2 separate regions of the Mus musculus genome follow, and region 2 is linked to region 1. A link is a contact called in public HiChIP or PLAC-seq data. All regions are on one chromosome and are shown on one strand. The core of a region is the stretch at or near the end of the contact, and the rest is flanking DNA. Distances in the headings are between cores, read along the strand shown.

What was found. HiChIP or PLAC-seq counts read pairs in DNA pulled down with a chosen protein or histone mark.
Region 2: an H3K4me3 HiChIP or PLAC-seq map of embryonic stem cells shows a contact between it and region 1, with 13 read pairs. The contact joins the enhancer-like site here to the promoter of Ydjc in region 1. A contact is called at or near these places in 20 of 39 promoter capture datasets (3T3-L1-derived adipocytes, the C10 cell line, the HPC-7 cell line and 14 more), 2 of 484 Hi-C or Micro-C datasets (bone marrow-derived macrophages and muscle stem cells), 11 of 115 datasets of contacts at active chromatin or transcription factors (the 230-238 cell line, the SCID.adh cell line, craniofacial prominence and 4 more) and 4 of 9 other capture datasets (adipose tissue, liver, macrophages and 1 more).

Annotation. Positions count from the first base shown.
Region 1 is chr16:17,145,281-17,150,117 of GRCm38.p6, forward strand. Ydjc (YdjC homolog (bacterial)) reads left to right here and starts at 1,687. Exons shown (of 5, transcript NM_026940.4): 1 at 1,687-1,866; 2 at 1,953-2,112; 3 at 2,318-2,417; 4 at 2,517-2,694; 5 at 2,876-3,577. The coding sequence starts at 1,703. The coding sequence ends at 3,206. It overlaps LOC115488656 (a long non-coding RNA gene), which reads left to right. Exons shown (of 3, transcript XR_003951945.1): 2 at 1-101; 3 at 682-744. It also overlaps a transcript of Ccdc116 not described here.
Region 2 is chr16:17,252,417-17,257,373 of GRCm38.p6, forward strand. Hic2 (hypermethylated in cancer 2) reads left to right here. Exons shown (of 3, transcript NM_178922.3): 2 at 2,552-2,650; 3 at 4,919-4,957. The coding sequence starts at 2,625. Among named protein-coding and RNA genes, the nearest start is that of Hic2, 21 kb to the left of the region's middle. Within about 2 kb of position 2,010, at least 53 of the 459 cell types and tissues checked have an H3K27ac peak or open chromatin away from gene starts, as enhancers often do. A contact at or near this core is called in embryonic stem cells, epiblast stem cells, neural stem cells and 3 more, where this site is marked.

The DNA of each region.
Region 1 (4,837 bases), core at 437-2,936:
CGATGGTTCAACAGTCACTATGATCAGACACAGCAGTGTTTATGCCAAGAACTTGGCTGAAGGGTTCTTCGAGGCCTCCAACCCTTATGAAACGTCACCAGGTACTGTTACAATCAAGTTCTCTCCCTTCTGCCTGTCACGCAGGCATCAGGATTGAGGAGCCCAGAGCAGGTCAGGCTTCAACTTGTAGGGAAGGGTTCCTGCCCCATCTCTCTCATGAACCTTCAGGTCTCTTAGCTGTAAAACAGTAGTAAATTACCAATATCATGGGCTTGAATCAAGAAACAGACATCCTATAATGAATGCTTCTCAGTTGGCAGAATGCTTGCCTAACATGCATGAAGTCTTTGGTTTAATTTCCTGTGCCACAAAAACCAGGCGTGGTAGCACATACCTGTAGCTCCAGCACTGGACAGGTGGAAGCTCTAGGATCAGACGTTCAAGGCTAGCCTCAGCTGAATGAATAGTGAGGTCAGCCTGGTATACATAAGACTGTTTCAAAACAGTATCAAGACAGCCACATTACCATGTCACCATGGTGATTATAGGTAAGTCATGGATAAGGAAGCTTACTGGACAAAGTCCAAAAGTGAGGTGACGGATGTAAGCATTGCCTTAAGCTCAAGGTGAAAGTGAACTAGTGCTTTCTTGAGTAAATCTGCCAGTTTTCTTGTTGTTTAGAGCTTTTGCTAAGAAAAAGCCTCCCCTTGGGAGAATCAGTGAGGAACAGACTGAAACAAAGAAGAGCAGCATTACAAGAATGAAATAACTTGGCATCATCATTGAGTGATGGAGAAAGGTAGGTGGCTGGTTTTTTTCTCAGAGAAAATAATGGAAGGACAATATACTGCCCAGAAACTTAGTAATGATAAACACTGAGAAGAGCAAGGGGAATTTCTCTTGAATATATTTCTCCTTTTCGACATTAAAAAAAATTACAGTTCAAAAATAAAAAAATGAGCTAGAGAACTCAGTGGTTAGGAAAGCTTACAGTTCTTGCAAAGGACTGAAGTTCGGTTACCAGTATGCGTTCACATTGTGGATCAAAACCAGGCGCGCATGCACACACGCGCACACACACACACATATGCGTGTGTGTATTTATGTATGTATATATATATACATATATATATATATACACGTGTATACACGTATATACATATATATGTGTGTGTTTATATATACTATATATATACACACACGTGTATACACATATATACATACATATGTATATATACATGTATATATACATAAGTATAAACACACATATATATGTGTGTGTATTTATGTATGTATATATATATACTATATATACACACACACGTGTATACACGTATATACATACATATGTATATATACATGTATATATACATAAGTATAAACACATATATGTGTGTGTGTGTATTTATGTATGTATATATATACTATATATACACACACACGTGTATACACGTATATACATACATATGTATATATACATAAACACACACACACACACACACACACACACACACACACGAACAAAAAAATAAAATTTGCAGAGCGTTAGCAGGACATTCAGAGACCTCTAGGTGGCGAGAACAATGGCGGCTTGCAGCCGCATTTAGGCGTGTGCGTCGGGGTGGGGCCTCGGCAGCGTTCGAGGGCGGGGTCTGGATGCTCCAACCTATTCCCTCTGCTCTCCAGCCAGGGTTTGGCAGCCATGGCTTTTCCCCGCGTGCGGCTGGTTGTCACCGCTGATGACTTTGGTTATTGCCCGCGGCGCGATGAGGGCATCGTAGAGGCCTTCCTGGCAGGAACTGTGACCAGCGTGTCACTGCTGGTTAACGGCACAGCCGCAGAGAGTGCGGCCGAGCTGGCCCGCAGGTGAGGGCGGTCCCCTACAGGACCCGGCTGGTTTAGGGGCTCCCACTTGGTGGCAGCCGGTGATCGCTCTCGCGCTCTGCCCGTAGGCACAGCATTCCCACGGGTCTTCACGCCAACCTGTCTGAGGGCCGTCCGGTGGGCCCGGCCCGCCACAACGCCTCGTCGCTCCTCAGCCCCGAAGGCTTCTTTCTCGGCAAGATGGGATTTCGGGAGGCTTTAGCGGCTGGAGACGTTGCTTTGCCCCAGGTGCGGAGACGTGGCTGCAGGGGAATACTCATCTTGATCTTCAAATCTCAGCCCAGAGGGTATCATGGAAGTCGTTGGGTCAAAAGCGGATGCTGGGTATACTCTCTAGTTCAAAGGCTGGAGCAGTCGCATCGTGGCACCAGACGGAGCTCCTAGTTTTGTGGCTGCTTCCCGAAGCTCATAGTATCTGTGCCCCTCCCTTCAGGTGCGGGAGGAACTAGAAGCTCAACTCAGCCGCTTCCGGGAGTTGCTGGGCAGGTCCCCCACGCACGTGGACGGTCACCAGCACGTGCATGTGCTTCCAGGTACGCGGCTTGATACTCCCAGGGCGGGGGGTGGGGCTTCTTTCCTGGGTTGATGGGAGGTCGATGGAGACTCCCCTCTGCGCCCACCCCTCCAAGCAGGCGTGTGTCAGGTGTTCGCCGAGGCGCTGCAGGCGTACGGGGTCCGCTTCACACGGCTGCCGGCAGAACGTGGCGTGGGCAGCTGCGCGTGGCTCGAAGCGCCAGCGCGCGCCTTCGCCTGCACGGTGGAGCGCGATGCCCGGGCCGCAATTGGCCCCTTCTCTCGCCACGGCCTGCGGTGAGCATCAGCCTTCCCAACTACATCCAACCCTGCCACGTCCCCAAAGATCCCAGTTTTGGTTGGTTTTTCTCAACCAAAAAAAAAAAAAAAGTTAGGAGTTGACCTACTGTCCTGCTCCACCCTCTGCCTATCCCGACCGGTCCTTGAGGCAACACCTCTGATATCCTGGCACTCACAGGTGGACCGATGCCTTTGTGGGCCTGAGCACTTGTGGCCGGCATATGTCAGCTCACCGAGTCTTGGGGTCACTGGCGCGGGCCCTGGAAGATATCCCTGCTGGCCACGCCCTGACTGCCGAGCTGATGGCACATCCCGGATACCCCAGTGTGCCTCCAGCAGGGGGCTGCGGTGAGGGCCCAGATGCGTTCTCTTGTTCTTGGGAGCGGCTGCATGAGCTGCACGTTCTCACAGCACCCACTTTGCGGGCTTGGCTGGCCCAAAATGGTGTGCAGCTCTGCGCCATTGATGACCTGGATTCCAAAAGGCCTGGGGAAGGGGTCCCCTTGTGAGGCAACTCTGGAACCTTTCCTGGAGCCTTCCTCACTCAGACACCGAAGGCCAGCTACAAACTGCCTAAAACTATGGAGGAAGGCCAAGGCTAAAGTTCCAGTTCAGTCAGGCCTTGGAGCAGGGTCTGACTTCCTAGAGTGAAAAGCCACTAAATCCTGTTTCCAGGTCCTCTAGGCTGAGTAGTGAGTAGTAGGCCGACCTTGGGCAGCCTTACCTGGCTGCAGGGAGGCCCAGTCTGTGACATCTGGACGTAAGGACAGCTGAGCGATTATTTGGTGCCAGTTCGTGTTGTAGTTACAACCACTTGTTTAAGAGCAATGGGAAGAGGCTGGTGTGTTAATAAAATAATGTCTTTCAGATTTGGCTGGTTTATAAAGTGTCCAGGTATCCTTCAGAGAAATAAGAGTGGGCACAGAGAACTCCTTAGAGGCTCAGACCAAGACATACAAAAACATCTTTACATTCCAATTCTGCACATGCTTATATGTTTTAAATCCTTTTTTAGAAAAATATTACATACACTTGTTTGTGTTGGGGGAGTAATATGCGTACCATGGCACGTGTTTTCTTTTTGAGATGGATAGTATCTTACCACATTGCTCAGACTAGCCTTCGAATCCTAGGCTCAAGGGGTTGTCCACCACCACCGACTTGTTGAGACTGCAAGCACACACCACTGTGCCCTAGCCATGACTACATTCTTTTCTTAAACAAACATACAAACAAAAATGTATTCCGTGGCTGGTGAGATGGCTCAGCAGTTAAGAGCACTGACAGCTCTTCTGAAGGTCCTGAGTTCAAACCCCAGCAACCACAGCTCACAAACATCCATAACAAGATCTGACACCCTCTTCTGGAGTGTCTGAAGACAGCTAGAGTGTACTTACAGATAATAAATAAATGAATTTTTAAATGTCTTTATTTATATGATGAGTACACTGTATCTGTCTTCAGACACACCAGAAGAGGACATCCGATCCCATTATAGATGGTTTTGAGCACCATGCGGTTGCTGGGAATTGAACTCAGGGCCTCTGGAAGAGCAGTCAGTGTTTTTTAATCGCTGAGCCATCTCTCCACCCCCATTCTTTTTTCTTTCTTTCTCTTTCTTTCTTTCTTTCTTTCTTTCTTTCTTTCTTTCTTTCTTTCTTTCTTTCTCTTTCTTTCTTTTTTTTTTTTTTCAAGACAGGGTTTCTCTGTATAGCCCTGGCTATCCTGGAACTCACTCTGTAGACCAGGCTGGCCTAGAACTCAGAAATCCGCCTGCCTCTCTGCCTCCCAAGTGCTGGGATCAAAGGCGTGCGCCACCATGCCCGGCCCTTCTCTTTCTTAAGGGAGGGGGACAAGATTCATTAGGGTGCTCTGGGGAGGCACATGATAACCATAATTTTGATTTAAAAAGAGGTTATCTGGGGGGAGGGGCAGCAAGATGGGCTCAGTTGGGTAAAAATCCTTGAGTTTGATCCCTGGGATTCTGGTGGAAGGTAAGAATCAACTTCTAAAAGTTGTCCTCATCTGGGTGCCACAAACCCACACAGACTTTATATACATGCTATAGAAGTCGTTTTAGTTGTCTTGGGAAAAAAGTAATCTGTTATATGTAAGCCATTTCAGGGGACAGATGGAAAAA
Region 2 (4,957 bases), core at 760-3,259, 110 kb after region 1:
GATAGAGTTTCATGGAGGAGTCCAGGACAGGAACAGGGTTAAATGGAATCTTCACTTTGTGACTGTGTCTGCCCATAGTTAGGCCCTGGACTAGGCATTGGGAATCTTCTAGATCTCCAGTTGCTCAGTCTCTTTCAGACAGCCCAGGCTTGGGGGAGCCACGTGGGATATGAGATTACCATATGGGAAGTGGACCAACTGTCCTCACATTAAGGTCTCTGGATGGTAGGAAAATGTCTGAGTCTTCTCTGACATTAGTCAGATGTGCTTATTAAATCTCTGGGATGTGGAAGGTGCCTAGCTAGCGGTTATGACTTCTTCATCAGTGTTCTTGTCTCAGCCAAGCCCTCTTACCTGGGAGTGGCACTCAGGATGATGGCTGAGGTGGAAGAAACTCCCGCCCGCTTTCTCAGTCCACCAGGCCTTTTACAGATGCATACTCTGGCGGAGTCAGTGGTTGCCAGGCAGGATGAGAAGGTTCTTAAGAGGCCTGGGTGGGATGGCCCCCTTTCCTGGCCTTTTTCCTTTTCACCAGGCCTCCTGGCTGGGTGTGAAGCAGAGAAATTCCAGCCCAGGTGCCCTTGGATGCCTCCAGGAGGGTTCATTCCTGCCCGAGGGGATCAGGCATTGAGAAGAAGTGTGAGGAGTATCATGTGGCTTGAAACCACACCCCGAGTCTGGGCCTCACTGTGTGGGCCTGGAGTCTTCTTGTCCTAGAAGCTGGGCTAGCAGCCTCGCGTGCAAAGGGAGTCACAGGAGGCTCCATAGGCAGACCAGTACTAAGCGTGAGCCTCTGGAGACCGTGGCACTAGGAAAGGTGGGTGTCTAGGCTGATTTGGGGCAGTATTTTTTGGAAGAGGTAGAGTGGTAGACTTTCTCAGTTTCCTATTTAAGTCACTTTTATCTTAAAACCTTTCTCAATTCTTAAGACTGGGCCATAATAGTGGTGTCCTGTCCCATTGTAGGGAACAGAGAAGAGAAGCCTTTTTCACTAGTCCTTGAGGCTTCCTGGACACTAGCCTTCTCAGCAGGATTATGGGTGGGTCATTCCCCCAATGAAGCTCCACTTAGGGTCAGGAGGCGGCACGGAGATAGTGGAAGCCCAGACTGTCATCTGTCATTTTCATCAGCCACTTGAATGCTGTGTGTTTAGGCAGGGAAGTGGGGTGAGTGAATATTGAGGTTGTGGGTGCATGGGGGAAGGGAGGGAGGTCCTGAAGAACCATGCTTTGACTGGCTCTGGAGAAACACTAATCGTGCCCCAGTCAGAGAGAAGCCAGGAGCAACAAGAGTCTGTGTTGCTGTGTGGTTGTTCTGCCCATGCAAGCTTACACTGATTTGTGTCAGTTTTGCCTTTTGTAGAACTTGATGTAAAAGAATTCTTCCCCCTTGAACTCACAGAAATCAGGATTTGGCAAGCGCTATGGCATAAGACTGGTTTAGGCTGAGGTGTCTGGCTGGCTAAGATGGATTTCATGGGTGTCTGATTCATCTTGCCCATTTCGTTGGCTTTTCTTCTGTCCACTGCCCTCTTGGGTGACCAGCTCATGAAACATGGAGCTCAGAGCTGGTTCTTTGTTCTGTGACCTCTGGGATTTTGAGCCCACTCTGAAATGGGAGCTGCTTCTAGGGCTGGAGAGACAGCTGAGCCTGAAGCCAAGGACCGAGGCCTCAGTCTAAGGTCTATACCCCAGGTCTGGTCACATTCCTGAAGGACCTGTCCTCTGGCCCTAGGGATGGTGTGGGGGAAGGGCTGTCAGAGATGGATTCTTGCCTGCTGCAGGCTCCTCCTACCCCTGCTTGTTCCAGGGGAGACCAGGCTGCCGTTCTGTATGGAGTACAGGGATCCAGAACCTCAAGATCCCTCCTCTTGTAGAACACAGAGTGATGGCGGCAGAGAGCACCCCTCACCCGGTTGCTGTTGGTTGTTGTGCTGAGTTGAGCCTGTAGACAGAAGAGCCCTGTTGCCAAGGAAAGAAGGGGAAAGAGGCAGTAGAGGCAGATTGGCTCTTATAAATAGCCCTTCCACAAGTGGCTCCTGGTTTTGACCTTTTGTTATGTAAATATGGCCAGCCTTGCCCTAGCCTCCTGACAGCCAGCTGTGTCTTGCCTTTAGCCTCCTAAGATGCCCCCTCCCTGTATCCTTTCCTTTCCTTTCCTTTCTTTTCCTTTCTTTTCCTTTCCTTTCCTTTCCTTTCCTTTCCTTTCCTTTCCTTTCCTTTCCTTTCCTTTCCTTTCCTTTCGACAGGAACCCTCTTACATAGAGCAGGCTGGCCTCGAACTTACAGATACCCACCTGCCTCTGGGAGTGCTGGGATTAAAGGCAAGGGACATTTACAATGTGCTTTAAAGGCTACATAATGCCACCTAGCTGCTCATATCTAAAACAAGGTCTCTCTTTTTTTGGTGTGTGTGTATGTGTGTCTCATTTTTTTTCCTCTTGCTTTGTTGCCTCAGGTGTTTGTGAACCTCTTTGGGAGTAGAGACCCCCCCACCCCTTGTTCCTCTCTTCTCCTCCGTCCCTCACTGATGCCTGCTTTTTTTTCTCCAGGTAACCAGGCTTTGATGCACCCTCAGGAAGTCTGTGCACTCGAGGAGGCCACCCCCCGCCGGCTGCTGCTCACATGGTTTCTGGGCCCCTGGCACTCCGGTAGGCCTGGGAGAGGAAGAATCACCACTGGTTTCCAGTCCTTGGGGCTTCCTGGGTCTCTCATACAGCTTTGCAGTATACATTCTGTCCTGGCCCTCAGAATTCAGGTTGCTATATGTGCACAGTGCAGGCAGGCAGCATGTGGGGTGTCTAGGACTTGTGGCCCAGGCCTTGGCCACATATAGCTTTTCTTTTATTTCTCTTGGTAGGCCTGAGGTACCAGCTATTATTGCTGGCAGAGCTGGCACTGCCATTGCCTTGGGGCTGATATATAGGGCCTGTGTGGAAATCATACCTTAGGCTCTTTGTTTCTACTTAGCATGTGGAGAAGCCTTGGTTTTCCTCATCTCCAGCCACTCAGTATCCCACTGATGTGCTTCAGCTGTTGTGGGCAAGGGGCAGGCAGGCAGAGCCCTCTGGCAGGTGCTGGTAGGACCGAGTGTTAGCATTCCTGTAACGTTTCTGTTGACTCACAGTGTGCTGGGTTATTAGCTTCCTTCTCTGAACAGGGCAGATTGTTAGTTTTACAGTGTGTTGGGTTGAAGAGAAGCAGGCCTACCCTAGAAGAAGACAGGACTGGGAACATTTTGAGGAAAGGGCAGGGCATTTGGGGTGGTAGTGAGCTTCAGTTTAGCTACATGGAAGCCAGGCATGGTATGCACAGCACAGTCCTTTAATACCGGTGCTTGGGAGGCAGAGGAAGAGTGATTTCTTCTGAGCCAAGGACAGCTTGGTCTATACATCAAATTCCAGACCAGGTAGGGTTCCAAAGGGAGATCCTGTCTCAAAGAAAGAAATTAGACCCTGAGTTGGAGGCTCATAGTTCTCTGTGTAAGCTACCAGAGCCCCCAGACTTTTGCTGTGGGCACTGATGTTGCAGGGCTGGCAGCTGAGTCCCCATGGCTTGTGACCTCAGGAAACTTTGGGTCTCCTTGGGCACTGGTGTGGCCCATTCTATTGGATGGAAGTTAAGGCAGGCCATGTGGAGTCAAGAGTGCCGCTGAGGTATACTTCTGACCTCCTGGGGCCTTCGGTACACTTGCCGCCCTTGTTCTCCTGGAGAGCTCTTTACAGGTGGGATCTCACTTGGACACACTATTGCTGATAGATTCCTTTGAAGACGAGAGGCATCCGTGTGCTTATTACTTAGTCACTGCAGCTGGAGTCTATGTAGCCTGTTTGGAAGGACCAGCTTGCTGCCTTTCCCAGGCTCCAGATGGTAGACAGTACTAGAAAGGGCACAGGGCTCACAGGCTTGGACAGTGCCCACTGTCTCTATACTCCTGGATGGTGGTGAGCTTGTAAGAACCCAGCAGTTATGGGAGGGAGGATCAGTATTTGGGTCAGGACTAGGAGTTAGCAAATGAGAACGCCTTGGCTGCCTGGCGGAGTATTTGAAAGGTATCCCAGGATAGAACAGAGGTTGTGGGCCAGAGGCTAGCAAAAAAATTTGGTTTGGCTCATAGTTTTTTTGAGTTTTGGTTGTCTTTTGTTTACTTGTTTGTTTGTCTGGCTGTTTTTTTTTTTTTTTTTTTTTGGGTGGGGTTTTTTTTTCCTTTTTTTTTTCTTTTCCATTTTTTATTAGGTATTTAGCTCATTTACATTTCCAATGCTATACCAAAAGTCCCCCATAGCCACCCACCCCCATTTTTTTTCCTTTTTATCTTTTAAATTTTAACCTTTTAGTTTAAAAAAATTTGTGTGTGTGTGTGTGTGTGTGTGTGTGTAAGTGTGGGAAGACCAGTCCCGTGGGGTGGGTTTACGCCTGGACTGGCCAGCTGCCAGTCATTTTTGTAGGTTCTCTTTGTGACCTCTGACCTGTGAATGACTTCTTTCATACCTGAAAGAGTAACAAAGGAAAATTCAAACCCCATTAACATTTCTAGATTTATTTTTATGTATGTGAGTGCTTTGCCTGCATGTATATAACTGCTTGAGTGCCTGCTGCTTGCAGAGTTAATAAGAGGGCATCAGATCCTGGGAATCAGACTTACAGATGATTTGAAGAACAGCAAGTGCACTTAGCCAATAAGCCCTCTACCTAGCCTATACACCTTGGGTTTTGCTTGGCACCTGTATTTGTCATGACCTCTTTTTCCATGTGAGTAGTTGGCAGGAAATGAGAGGACACGGTCTTATACATAATGAAATCTGTCCTGTACACTGTGCCTGAGGAGGGTGGAATCCGGTGGGCTCAGTACATACCCTGTGCCAGGCCTTCGTGCAGGTTGCAGGTTAACTATCTATCCTGCCTGTTCTTGCCCACAGGTGGTGCCCGTGGGCAGGGCACAGGGACATGGGGCCAGA